Linked DNA regions of Rattus norvegicus: all the other regions are linked to region 1. The links are chromatin contacts, called in public Hi-C maps. All regions are on one chromosome and are shown on one strand. Each heading gives the region's core, a stretch centred on a gene start, on an enhancer-like site or on the middle of the called end of the contact. The rest is flanking DNA. Distances are from core to core; before and after follow the strand shown.

Region 1 (4,669 bases), core at 1,285-3,784:
AAGCACCCAAGAGAGAATATTCAAATCAGCAATAAATATGGAAAAGGTGATCAGCTTCATTAATCAGGGATATGCAAATTAAAACCAAAATTAACTCTGCCCAAGAAGCCAGATGCAGGAGAGGACACGTTGTCTGATTCCATTTATAGGAATGTCTAGTGACAGAAAGCGAATCAGTGGCCTTCTGGAGGTGGAGCTGAGTGAGGCCAACCGGCAGAGGATTAGGGTGCTTTCTGGGGTGACATAAATGCTCAGCATCTCCGAATGAGGATTTTATACTTTGTCAACAGTCACAACTAAAGTGGGTGTGTATTCATAAGTATGTATTCTATATTTCAACCTGATAAGCTTGACTTTTGGCCAGATTCTATTCTTACCTAGAGACTGAGGCAGGAAGATTCTTGGAGCTCCAGAGTCTATTGCCAGTCTTGGTAATATAGTGAGATTCTGTTACCAAAATTAAAAGAGGAGCTATGTGGAGCTCAGATGGTAGAATGTTTGCCTATCTTATTCAAGCCTTAGGTTTGAGTTGCAAAGGTCTCCAGCACTGCTAAACTAGGCATGTTAGTACACGTTGTATCTACTCAAGAGGTAGAGGCAGAGACGTGTGATCCTCAGCTTCACAGGGACCTTGGGGCCATCCTGGGCTACATAAGACCCTGTGGAATGGAAGAAGGGTGGGAGGGAAGATGGTTGCTTTTTTTATAAAAGCCCAGTTAGTAGGGCTAGTAAGATAGCATTACACACACACACACACACACACACACACACACACACACACACACACACACGGCTGTGTATTTACCAAAAATATCTACAAAATAACTGATAGCAACAGATTTTTTGAGAGTGAGTCTTACATTAGTAGTGTAGCTGGTCCTTTATCTTTTGCCTCAGCTTTCTGAAGGCTGCAATCACAGGTGTAGGAAAGTCCATTGTGACTGGCTAGGAAAGTCGTCAAGACATTATGTATGTTCTACTTTTGTCGCTATGGTAAAAAACAAAACAACCTGAGAAGATGTTTACCGGGCTCACACTGTCATGTCACAACCCATGATCGAGGACCATCAGGCAAGACAGGAACTCAAGCAGGAACCTGCAGGCAGGAACTGAAGGAGAGGCCGTGGAGAAATAAACACTGCTTACCAGCTTGTTCCCTGTGGCTTGCTCAGCCAGCTTTCATCCACAACCCAGGCCACCTCTCCAAAGTTGACACCTCCCTCTCCATCAATTAGCAATCAAGAAAATGCCCCACGGACATGCCCAGAGGCCAGTCTGGTGGAGGCCATTACTCAATTGAAGATCCCTTTCCCAAGTTTGTAAGAAAGAATAATCATCACAGTTTAGAGGACATGACTAAACAATATTAAAAATGCATATTTCGATTCTATTTGACCATCCTGCTCAAAAGGGAAAACTAATTTACAGTATTAGAACTCAGGACAAAGATCACCTAATTGAACATGAGGAGTGACTGACAATCAGTGGGGGTTGTGGTTTGTGTCACTTAGATTTCTTTGCAAATCTAAGAAAATGAATATTTTAATTAAGAAACAATGCTAACTTACTATGTCTCAATAGCATTAGTTTTGTTTTGAGTGTTTTCTTAGAACGTAAGTTATAGCTTAACCGACTGTCTGACTGATGGCCATGTGGGCAATTCTACCTCAGATATACAATATTGAGAGGCCTTGACCCCTTCTCTCCCAACAGTGATACTTGGAGGCAGACAGCACACATTATCTTCTGAAACTAACCCTTCTAGGGGGGTTGTACTGACATTTGAGATTCTCCACACAGGAAAAGTGGAGGCAGGTGAGTCAGGAGTTCAAGGCTAGCCTTGGCTATATCACAAATAATTTCCCACAACAAACAAAACAAACAACAGCCCAATACACAAATAAAATATAATTCCCTAGACAGGGAAGCATTGAGCAGGAGATCAGCATGTGTTGATTAATGATGAAAGCAGCTAATAGAAAAATGAAAGAACATTACTCTATTATCTACATTTTTGTAAACATTTAAAAAAAAAATTTAAGGTGTGGTCTAGGCTAGTCTCAAAAGCCTGATTCTCATGCTTCATCCTCCAGCGTTTGCCTACTGGCACCTGTTAGAAAATCCTTTTAAAATTTTTTTTAAAAAGAAGGCATTTTTTCAAACACCTTCCTCAATAAATAGGATGATGGGCCACGCTATACTGGCAGGGACGTCCATAACAGCAGCGGAAGAAAAGTGCTGTTTGAAACGCAGTTTTAATTCTTGCAGCTCTTCTGGTTGTGAGCACTAACTCAGGCCTCTGGCGGTTCCTTCCTCTCCTCGCTCCAATGGTTCCTGCCGTTCCCCCTCCCGCAGCCGTAGTGGTTTAGCCCGGCTTCCCCGGGGGAAACCCCTTGGGCGGAGCGCGGCCCCCGCCGTGAGGCCATTTGGATCCCTCCGCGTCAGGGGTGGGCCGGGAACCTGTGGGCCGGGCACGAACTCCAGTCTCTGATTGGCCGCGGCAGGAGTAAACATCCGGAGAGGTGGGGCGGGGCCGGAAGTGGAAGAAGAAGGCGGCGGCTGAGTCGGTTCAGGAGGTTTTAGAGCCCGAGTCCGAGCTTCAGGTGCCATGGGTTGGGTGAAGGCGCCCTGAGGGGACTTGAGGCTGTGCATGGCGGGTGCTCGGGCCGCCGCCGCCGCCTCGGCGGGTTCCACTGCCTCTTCAGGCAGCCCGCCGCCTCAGGAGCCGGGGCTCTGGGAGCTGCTGGAGGAGTTCTCCCGGACTCAGTACCGTGCCAAGGACAGCGGCGGGAAGAGCGGCTCTAAGGTGAGCCCCAGAGGTGCAACGACCTGGAACTGGTCCCTGGCCTGAGTTACTGAGGGAAGACTGTGATTAGGGATGGGAGGAGAGCTGGAAGGAGACCTCCTTGTAAAGGCACAGGAGAGGAACCTTATCCAGGATGTGGACTTGGAGAGTAAGGATCCAGCTTAACATCAAAGAGGAGGACCCAGGCTCTTTGTGGGCTTGGGGGGGGGGTGTTTTAGACAAGGGGTTTGGAGGTCAAGGGTCGGAGTTGTGGGCCAGGTGCAAAGGTTAGACAATAGGAACTAGAGAAGACTACTACTCTTCGTAAGCCTAGGAGGTGTTACCAATAGGTTAAAAAAAAAAAAAAAGGCAAACCCCTCAAGATCAGAATAGGTGCCTGAAGTAATATGGCATTATGGAGCCCAGAGAACAGCGGAGTGTGTCACCTCCATATAAGGTGCCAGCATGACTTAGTCCCTTCCCTTTCCTTTCCTGTAGAGCAATAAGACAACCCACACTCCTTTCTGTTCCTTTTTATCAGAAAGAAGTCCCTGTCATTGTCCCCCCACCCTGGGAATTTCCCTCTGCCCTAATCACCAGGCCTGAGAAGAAAGCTTCTGGTGTGGTTGAAGCATACTCACCCCAGCACTGGAAGACCCTACCCTTTTCTCTTCCCAGTGTGACAGCTTTACCTATACTGGGCTATGAAACTGGCATTGCCCCAGAGGTTACCTAGGGGCTGGGACATGCTGTAGGGGAGCATCTTCTATTAATCTCTGAGGTAACCTAAGACAGATCAGTAATGATGTTGTGTTATCTCACCAGATGACCAAGTACCTTTCAGATTATACTTAGCATCATTTGGAGCTCTTGTTAAACACAAAGATTTCTGGTCTTAGATTCTCTTTAATCACAATTTCTGGGGAGGCAGAAATTTGTTAACTTATCCAAACAAGGCCAGTCATACACTTCTGATCCTCCTGTCTCCACTTCTAGGGGATGGGGTTACAGGTGTTTACCTTCATGCTTGGTTTATACGGTACTGGAGACTGAACACAGGTTTTTATGCATGCCAGGCAAGCATTCTACCAGCTGAGATACATCACCAATCTTGTGTTTTGAAGCATGGTCTTTTGTCTGTGGCTCTGGCTTGGCCTCACAGTCATTATCCCAGGATGGGTTGTAACTAATAATCCTCCTGCCTTAGCCTCCCAAGTACTACATACACCTGTGAGCTACCATGCTTGACTTCAAGGGGAATCTCTTGAGTGGTTATGGGAGGTGTATGTGATTTTGATGGATCTCACTTCCCTCTTAATGTCTGTGAAGATTAGAGTTTTACAAGTTAAACCTTGCTTTCACCACAACCAGTCTTAATACTGCTCCAGGCTTCATGATCCCTGCAAGTCCTTCATGTGGTACAGGGTATAAGCTTTTCTTCCAGTGGGCTTTTCACTGAACTGTGAACAACAGGATTAATTTTAGAGGGAGCCTTGCCTTCAGTTTTATAAGCAGATGGTATGTAAAGAGACAGCTGTCTGCAGCTTTTACTGATTTTGCTGACTAGAGCTTCTTTTTGTAGGAATTGTTGAGACATGATCTTGATATATATCTATCTCCAGACTGGCTTAGAACTCCTCATCCTCTTGCTTTAACATCCCACGTACTAGGATTGTAGTTGTGAGCCATCCTGCCAGCTGACTGGAGCTTCATATACTAGTCTGGGGCTGTAGAACAGAAAAAGTCATCTGGTGTTAAAGGAACATGATGTGTTAATGCTACAGTGGTAACCTAGAGCAAGAGTTACTGTTGCTTTGGTTTTTGGGACAAGGTCTTACTATGTAGCCCATCCTGGCTGTGAATTCTTAACCCTACTGTTTCTGC
Region 2 (4,669 bases), core at 700-3,199, 200 kb before region 1:
ATCTCATTTATGAAAAATAAAGGTAAAAGCTTTCTTTTCCATTTGAGATGCCCTAGGCTTCCTATGCTAACACTGTCTTTAATGAAGTTTGCTCTTTTTTGAGAGGCCTACACCATGCTTCCAGGTGCTCTTTACTTTTTTTGTTTTGTTTTTTAACCCGGGACTTTTTTTTGAAAGATTTATTTATTTAATGTATTTGAGTACACCGTCACCAGATAGCCGGAAGAGGGCATCAGATCTCATTACAGATGGTTGTGAGCCACCATGTGGTTGCTGGGAATTGTACTCAGGACCTCTGGAAGAGCAGTCAGTGCTCTTAACTGCTGAGCAATTTCTCCAGCTTTTTTTTTTTTTCCCCTTCCTTCTTTTTTTCCTGTCTGTGTAGCCCTGGCTGTCCTGGAACTCACTCTGTAGACCAGGCTGGTCTCGAACTCAGAGATTCACCTGCTTCTGCCTCTCAAGTGCTGAGATTAAAGGTGTACGCCTCACTATCTGGCTTCCACCCTCTCCCCAAACATCTATTTATGAAGGTAAGGTTCTCGTGGCACACTTGTGGAGGTCAGGGGCCACCTATGGGAGCCTGTTCTCTCCTTCCACAATGTGGGTCCTGGGGATGGAATTCAGGGTGACCAGAATTGGTGACCAGAATGGGTGAGGCTTGATGACAGACACCTTTTACCTGCTGGGCCATCTATGTCAGACCTCTTTTTTTTTTTTTTTTTTTTAAGTAAACTACAACACTGTGTTATACTGGCTGGTTCCAAGCCTTCTCACTGCATCCAAGGCAAGGATCTAGTTTTAACTTTCTCATTGTCCCTGCTGATAAGGACAGCGTGGCTCCATGCCTCTATAGCTGCTGCCACCACTGAAACTTAAAACTAAAAGAAAAAATTTGGTGAGGTGAGGGGAGAGGCAGAGAGAGAATGTTTGCATCATGCACGCAGTGTTGCAGTGCCCTTGGAGCCAGACTCGGACGTCAGATCCCCTGAACTGAAGTTACAGGCATTGTGAGCAGCCTGATGTGGGTGAGGGCTGGGAACCAAACTTTAATTCTATGGAAGAGCAGGCCTTAATCACTGAGCCATCTCTTCACCATCGCTTTTTCCCTCTTAAATTCGGCTGTCTCTTTTTGTTGTGTTATAAGTTGCCTCTTTTAAAATGTTACATTTGGGGCTGGTGAGACGTCTTAGATGGTAAAGGCACTTGCTACCAATCCTGATTACTTGAGCACCCACATGGCGGAAGAGAACCAACTTCTGCAATTGTCCTGTGACCTCAGGTGTGGCACACAAGCTCCCTCCACACACATGAAGTAAATGTAACTAAAATATATGAAACATAACCTTCGAAATACAAGGAAAAACATGAAATAGTGTAATAACTGCCAACATAAAAAAAGCAGTTTGAAAACCACAGACTAGGCTCTGGCTGTACTCTAGTCACAGCCCAGCTTGCTGGCCCTTTCAGAAATCAAGTCGGGTATGGTGGCACACACCTGTAATCCCAGCATTCTCGAGTCAAACAAAGGATATCTGTGATTTCCAGGACAGCCTGGTCGACATGGCGAGCAGGCCAGTCAGAGCTGCATAGTGAGACGTCCATCTCAAAAAACAAATTCCAAGTAAAAAGTTTTGTGCAAAATGAGTGTGGGGGGGAAAAGAATCTCTTTAGACTCGGTTTCTCTGGCCTTAAAAAAGGAATCAAGTCCCAGTCTCATCCAAATGCTCGCTACTTAAGGCAAAGGCAACTCAACAAATGATGCAGCGATCCCTACGAGAGCGCCCTCCGCAGAGGTTACCTCCGGGCAGGGGACCGGCCGGCCGCTCTTCCTGTTCCGGTTCAGAGTGCAACCAACTGCGCACAACTTTACGCGCACACTCGCCCACGCCGTGCGCGGGAGCACCCTGACCCCCAAGGCCTGATTTCCGTTTCCGGGGTGACAACGTGGCTTCCGGCGGCGTGCCCTGAGCGCGCTGAACCCGCAGGTGCGGTGACCGGAAGGGTCTGTGCTTGCAGCGGGTAACTGGCCGCGGGTGGGAGTGGCCCGGTGGGTGGGATGGAGGGGAGGACAGCAACAGTTTTATGTAGGTCGGTGCCAGGATGGAGTGTCTGGCCTCTGGCTGGCTTCACCGAGGATGGGAGTGAGAAGCACATTTCCCTCCAGTCCGCACAATCCTCCTACCTGTCTGTAGGAGTTCCATTCACAGTGGTGAACAGTGACACAGTGTAATCGCCTTAACCTCTGTGTCCTGTCTTTTGCACAGCATAGGGACAGAGAAGATGTTAGCTTAAGTCACAACGCTTTTGAAAATCTAGTGGGAGGTGTGGACCCTCCATCACGGTAACACCTATCCAGCCCCTTCGACCTACATACACATTCATACAGGAAGACCGTTTTACTAGCTTCAGATATTTCCAAGATCTCCCCGGAATGCACATTATTGGATCTCAGCATCGCCATGTAGTAGGCTTTCAGATCTTGTTTCGATAGTGGAAGTCACTGCCCACATGACTATACGGGGGGGGGGGGGCGGGGGGAGTGGGATAAATACCTCACCCCAATACAGTAAAAGTTTTGATCATTAGTCTAGAACTACTGTGTTATTCTCATTAAAACCTTCCAACTTTGGGAAAGAGTTCTATTTAGTTTCCAGTTCAAATCTAGGCAGGGTTAACTTGCTTTAGGGTCATTTGAACCTGGGAGTGTGGTAGGCAAGAACTCATAACTCTGAACCACCACCGCCTCACATTCTGAACTGCTAAGCTGAAAGGACAATACAGGAGCTTCTGTTTTCATGTTAGCACGTGTAAGATGGTGCTTACCAACACAGATGACCCTAAGCCAAGTACTGCATGCAGTGGAAATACTCTTGATTTGTCTTTTCTCCTGATGAGTCTGTATATTGCTTGTTTAATCACGTTTTATTGCCTGTAATCCATGCCCTTATTTATATGACAGTTTTAACTCTGGTACGTACATTGAAATATAAAAAGAGACTGCATTCTTTTTCTTTTTTCTTTTCTGTATTGCCTTTAGAAACCGTTAGACCTTTTAGAAACATTTCCATCATGTCTGACACTCAAGAAGCTACCAGAGAACACTTGGATATGAACCTTCATGAGAACAAGAAGCCGGTGCCCTTGATAGAAAGTGGCATCAGAAGTGAGTCTGAGCATCTCCAAGTCACCATTGGAGCCACTGTACCTACTGGGTTTGAGCAAACAGCTGCAGATGAAGTGAGAGAGAAATTGAAGTCATCCTGCAGAATCAGCAAAGACCGGGGCAAGATATATTTTGATATTGCAGTGGAAAGTCTGGCTCAGGTCTGAACGAAACATTACTTAATCTTTTAACTTGGTTACTTTATGATTACTTTTCTGGTTTATAGACCCCCCTTGGGAATCCTTTACTTTGTTCTGCTTAAAGTATCTGCATTTTCCATTGTGTACTGCTTTGTGAAATTGACTGTATTGGTGTTTATAATGTCTTTATCACGTGTATTCAGTTTAGTGCATTTTAGTGTTAGTTTACTATGGTTTAGAAGTGATCGCAGCATTTCCTGATGACTTATTTACTGAAATGAAATATATATCATTATCTATGGTACGTAAATTTACTTTAGCAGAAGTCTGGGTAAGTATAAAAGCTGAGGTTTTCCTTTTCATCCATGTCAAAGACATTGGTTTCGTTTTGTTGTGTTTTTTAAGATTTTTCTTCTTATTTTATGTGCATAGGTGTTTGCCTGAACGTATGTTTATGTGAGGGTATCAGATCCTCTGGAACTGGAGTTACAGACAGTTGTGAGCTGCAGTGTAGGTGCTGGGAATTGAACCTGGGTTCTCTGAAAGAGCGGTCAGTGCTCTTCACCACTGAGCCATTTCTCCAGCCCCTTCATAGACATTCTTGATCAAAAGTAATTATTCATGATTACAGGTGAGAAGCAAAGGTTAGCAAACTGTCATCCCATTGAAACAAAAGCTACCAAATTTCTCATTAACACAAGTGACATAGGGCATGGATTATCATCTGGAGACTCTTTAGGTTTTGTGTTGCTAGTGTATCCCAAGCTAGTAGCATATAACATATAGTAGGTGCCCACACAATACTTGTGGTATTTGTTAGTAAGCAAGTATTTTCTTGATGTCCTCAGCAGTTTTATGAAGATTGGGCACTATTGTCACCAATCATTAGGCTTAAGAAGAAAAGTAGTTTGCCTGTAGTAATTCAGCTATCACAGAACTAGAACTTAAACTGTATGTGGTTTCTCTTTTGTGGGGGAGAGGTAGGAGTTGAAACAGAGTCTGATGTAGGCAAGTTGGCCTGAATTTCACCATACAGCTTGAGGGTGCTGTACCTCCAAAAAGCTGGGATTGTAGGCATGTACTGGTATATCCAGCTTTCAGATCCATGGTCTTCATCCCTGCAGTATATATCCAAAAGAAACCAGAGAAGTATGATAAAGTCCCACTTGTGTTTACCACTTTCCCTTCCCCAGACCAGCGTTGTTGCCTAAAGGACATTTTGGGCTGTACACTTTTATCCAGTGACCCTTTCTCTGAGGAAGAGCAGGAATCAATGGGTAACCAAAGACATGGCACACTCGGGATGGGAAAAACTTAAATATGAATACAGACCTGAGGTGCTGCTTTAAACCATTTTACGTAGCCA
Region 3 (4,669 bases), core at 1,398-3,897, 130 kb after region 1:
CCATGTTTTGGAGGGGCACCAAGCTCATGGTCTCGAGCAAGCTTCAGAATTCGCCTGTCACCTTTCTTATCCTGCCAGTCAGTAAGGATCTGGAACACACAACAACAGTGCCTGAGAAGGAGAGAAGACACTGGGCACTTCTTTCCCTGCTGTGGGTAGCTGAGATCTAGAATTTGAGGTTAGTAGGCAAACTACTCATATTTCAAAATCCCCTGCTCTTCCCTGGGATTGTTCTTTCTCACATGAATTTAATTGTAGGTCTACATTCTGATTCACCTCCACCACCCAAGCTAGTCACAGATGGTTTGGCAGGAAGATTAACAAAATAAAAATAAAAATAAGGTTATTCCCCAGGGCATGGTGGTCCTGGGGAATATTCGATGGCTGGTATTTTGGTGATGGTGAACAAGCTAACCTTCATTTCAAACCCCAACCTACCCGGGAGCCCTGTCTATGCAACTAACTGTATCAAGGTGCATCTCAGAAACCTCCCAGGGAACGTCAAGGACCACAAGTGGGCAGTGTCCATCTTCTGAAGTACAGTTGGATGGCATCCTTGGCTGCTGGTATCTGCACTGAGAGCTAACTATTCTGTCATGATCCCCATGTGGGTCTCTCTTCCCATCCATCCCTCAGCTTCAGTAGATGTGAACCTGGTGATCCATCCTCAACTCGACATGCTGTGTCTCTAGTGATGCCCCTGTTGGAGAATCACCTGCGTTTCAGCTTCCAGTACACGCAGTCGCCTGCTTGCAGAGGACAGCAGGGTCTCAAGCTCCAGCTGCAGGGTGTCCAGCTCCTCGATGCCAATGCCATCGTCCTCGGAGCGGGCCAGCACTGCTGTGTACCGGGGACAGACCTTCATGTGGTCCACAGATTTGAAGTCATGAAACTGCAATGGGCAGTCCTTCAGTTCACTCATGGCCCAGGAGATGGGACCCTGGAAAATTAGAGGAGGAGGAGGCCATTGGGTAGGAGACAAAGTAGCATGGGGAGAGATTCAACAAAGACACCAGGCTTTAGCACCCTCATAGATAAGGACGGTGGCAAAGCTCCTGTTCAGAGCCTGACAGTACACCAAGCCAGACTTACTTCACTGGATTATGCCTGAATTATGCATATAACCTTAAGCAGGGGTCTTTTCCCATGCTATTTATTTATTTATTTATTTATTTATTTATTTATTTATTTATAGACAGAGTTTCTCTGTGTAACAACTCTGGCTGGCCTGGAACACACTCTGTAGACCAGGTTGGCCTTGAACTCAGAGATCCACCTGGCTTCTACCTCCAGAGTACTGGGATTAAAGGTGTGTGCCACCACCGCCTGGTCTCTTTCTTTCTTTTGACCAAGAAAGGAAAAAGACTCCAAAGAAACATGTACCCGGGCTGGAGAGATGGCTCAGCCGTTAAAGGCTAGGCTCACAACCAAAAATATAAGAAACATGTACCCATGCCTAGACTCCTAGCTACAATTTACTGTCTTTTCCTTTTTTGGTAGCAATGAAGCCAGGGTCTCACACATCTCCAGACCCCACCCCACTCCTATATTTTGGGAAGACAAAAATCTCACCATGTAGCCTTGAGTGGACTGGTACTCATTGGCTATATAGATCAGGATGGTCTCAAATTCATAAAGCTTCCCCCACCCCCCACCCAGAAAGCACCTGCCTCTTGTGCCAGAGTGCTGGGATAAAGGTATGCACCCAGGTTGGTCTCAAACTAGCTGTGTAGCCAAGGATTTATTTCCAACTCCCAAGAGATGGAATTCTAGGCATGTACCACACCTGATTTATACAGTGCTTGTTCATGCTAGGTACAAATTCTCCAAACTGAGTTACATCCAGCACCCCTTTCATGAATTCTTATTGAGACAGGCTCTCAATAAGTTGTACAGGCAGGTCTTGAACTTATGATCCACCTGCTTCAGCCTCCCAAGTCTCTAGGTGTACAAACCTGCATGATTAGGCCGGCCTCCTAGTTGCAATTTGAACCACTGTAGTCTCGAATCTGCAGCATTAAGGGAGAGGGGATACTAGTGTGCTCTGCCTTCCTATGTCCTCTGTTTCCTATACTGGGCCATTTCTATCTAACGGGGTTCTCCCGGCCTCTCCTTGCCTCACTCCATTCCACCTTTGCACCTTCTCTATGTCTCTAACTAGTTTGGAACACAGGCTGGTTAGGCAGACAGAACTAAGTTCCAGCCATTTTCTTATGTGCCTTTCTAAACATGTTATTTAACCTGAATCTCCGTTTTGGTTTTTGGGTTTGTTTTTTTTTCCAGGACAAAAGATGATGCCTCAGTCTATTTCCCCATTAAAAAGTAGGAATCTGTAAAATGGGGGCATCGAGAGTACCTACCTCCCTGGAATGTTCTGAGGATTAAGAAGTGATGCTCGTCAAGTGCCCAGCTCAGTGCCTGGCACAGAAGTGGGACTGCTTAATGGCTGGCTCCACCTGTGTGTCGCCCCAAGATCCCGCCTCCAGGGTCCTTGTCCTCTAGGGAGCCCCTAACACAACCCCCGCCTCTCCTACCTCCTCTCTGCGGCCTCCTACAGGCCCCGGGCCGCAGGAGGGGGCGGGGAGTCCAGGGCGATCGGAGCAACTGCTCCGGAACTGGCTATGGGCGGGCCCCCTGCAGTTGACGCGAGGGCGGGGACACGGCCAGCCCACAGTGACCTGTAGGGGTGGGGGCTGGGGGGGGTCTAAGGCCACCTACGAATCTCCGGGAAGTGGAATGCTAGGCCTGAGGAGACCGGGGCTAGGAAGCAGCCCGGGGCTGGGGCGGGGCTCTGAGCTCAAATCTCAAGGGACTGGCTACCCGGCCGAACCCTAGGGTTGCTAATGGGAGGAGCCCGGAGAGGATAGGGGAGCACCACCGGAAGAAACGTCGGGCTTCTCCGGTTCGGCCTGTCCTAATTTGGTGCCCAACCTGAGGTCGGGCCATACTATTGTCACACGGGGGGAGGCTACAACCAAAGCGCCAAGCGCTAAAGGCGCTGGAGGGATACGTGTGGGGACCCAAGGGGCCTCGACTGCTGTTATGTCACTGCAGATCTTCTACAAGTCCCAGCGGTCCCAGCGTGAAATCGCCTCAGAGATCTGAACATCCTTCGGCTCTTCTTCCCTGGTCCTGCCCGAGATGGTCCAGCCCGGAAGTGCTGTCGGGGACTGCGGCTGCGCCTCTCTGGAAAGGGCAGGCGTCCCGGGGCCGGGCACTTCCGCACTTCCGCTTTCCGGCCCAGACAGCGCCCGCGATGGTGAGAGACCAGGGGCTGGGGGCCTCCCTGTGTTTTGCCTGGAGAGGCTGTGGGTCTGGGGAAGATGCTGCTTGCTGCTAGGGCTTGCGACTGGAGGTTGCCCTGGGATGAGGGGGCACAGTGAGGATGGAGAGGCAAAGGGTGGGGCGAGGACCGAGGCGAGGAGGAAGGGGCGAGCTGGGAGGCTCTCCCAGGGCAGAGCAGGCCCAGAGGCTTCCAGGTTGGGAATCCCGGGCAAGAATGGCCTCTCTCCGAAGTTTGGAGGAGGCAGGAGACGGGACTGCTAGGCCTGTGGTGGTGGCTTGCAGTTGAGGTAGTAGGACCGCTGAGGAATGCAACGGGACCTCCTCTCCCTCCACGGTAGAGATTCGCTAAGTACAGCCCCCTGTCCCCGCCTGTCTCATGGTACCTCAAAGCAAGTGTCCACTTCACCTTATTACCTTCTCGGCCTTCCTGGAAGCCTTGCCTTTCAGCCCCCAGTGAAGGTTCTGTGTCGCCTCCATGCAGACTCCTTCCTGGGTGTTCAGTACCGTGTTGACCTTAACGTGTGTAAATTTTGATAGCCGCTGGTCCTTCCCTTCCAGGGGATGCTCGGCTCTGGTATCTGTGGGTGTTCCGTGCAGTTGTTCCCTGCAAGTTCCGTCTCTACCTACTGCTGTCCCTGGTCAGCTTTAATGACCTGAGTTCTGAAGGCTGGGCTGCTTGTCGCGCTCCTGTGAATACTGTCAAGGGAGAGACTTCGAGATTAGACCCTCTTTTTCAAAAGTCGTCTACTTTTCTAAGCTTGTTCCTGTGTCCTAGGTCCTAACTGGTTTCATTCCTCAGTGTGAAAGCTGTTTTCCTTCTGTCTAGCTGAGGAGCTAGCTTTGTGTGTTTTTAAGCATTCAAGTTTATTGTACGACTTCTTCAAGCCACTAAAGGGTAAATAGTGCAGGTTGGCCATCTAAAATTTGGATTTCTTTCAATGAACTTTGACAAGGTAATCATGTAGCCACAATCGAGGTAAAGAACAGTCTATCACTTTTCCGACGGTGCTTGCCACCCCACACAACTAATTTTGCCTTTCCAGCTTTGCCTCTTCTTGGTTGACATATAAGTAGGATTCTGTAGGGTGTCGCTAGAAGCCACTGCTGAGCTACATGACCGTTGGTTTTTAGCCCTTCTCCCCTCTGTCTGATGTGTGTCTGCCCCTGTGATTGCTGTGCTTGTCTCTGCTGCCGCACAGAGCTTATACTCTGTGCCTCTTCTCTGCCACAAGTCTCACTTCCCTCTCCATTCCATTCTCCAGAGAGCCTCCGTGTAGCTGTAGTCCTGTGACTTCCTCCTCAGAAAGTCCCAATGCTTCCCGCTACATTGAGAGAGAAACTCAGTGGAAAGCATTCTAGACTGTCTAGGGTTTTATCCCAGCCC

Evidence for each region. Hi-C and Micro-C count contacts between places; a contact is called where the count stands out from the background.
Region 2: a Hi-C map of the A7r5 cell line shows a contact between it and region 1, with 4 times the contacts expected there. The contact joins the promoter of Thumpd3 here to the promoter of Mtmr14 in region 1. A contact is called at or near these places in 4 of 12 Hi-C or Micro-C datasets (the A7r5 cell line, Schwann cells, mammary epithelial cells and 1 more).
Region 3: a contact with region 1 is called in a Hi-C map of liver, with 2.7 times the contacts expected there. The contact joins the promoter of Tada3 here to the promoter of Mtmr14 in region 1. A contact is called at or near these places in 2 of 12 Hi-C or Micro-C datasets (Schwann cells and liver).

Annotation. Positions count from the first base shown.
Region 1 is chr4:147,940,088-147,944,756 of GRCr8, forward strand. It overlaps Mtmr14 (myotubularin related protein 14), which reads left to right and starts at 2,535. Exons shown (of 19, transcript NM_001107880.1): 1 at 2,535-2,806. The coding sequence starts at 2,651.
Region 2 is chr4:147,739,339-147,744,007 of GRCr8, forward strand. Thumpd3 (THUMP domain containing 3) reads left to right here and starts at 1,950. Exons shown (of 10, transcript NM_001170548.1): 1 at 1,950-1,985; 2 at 3,038-3,324. The coding sequence starts at 3,070. It overlaps LOC102548337 (a long non-coding RNA gene), which reads right to left and starts at 1,979. Exons shown (of 4, transcript XR_010065901.1): 1 at 1,799-1,979.
Region 3 is chr4:148,074,673-148,079,341 of GRCr8, forward strand. Tada3 (transcriptional adaptor 3) reads right to left here and starts at 2,648. Exons shown (of 9, transcript NM_001025734.1): 1 at 2,361-2,648; 2 at 716-940; 3 at 1-89. The coding sequence starts at 922. Arpc4 (actin related protein 2/3 complex, subunit 4) reads left to right here and starts at 3,227. Exons shown (of 6, transcript NM_001106615.2): 1 at 3,227-3,259. The coding sequence starts at 3,257.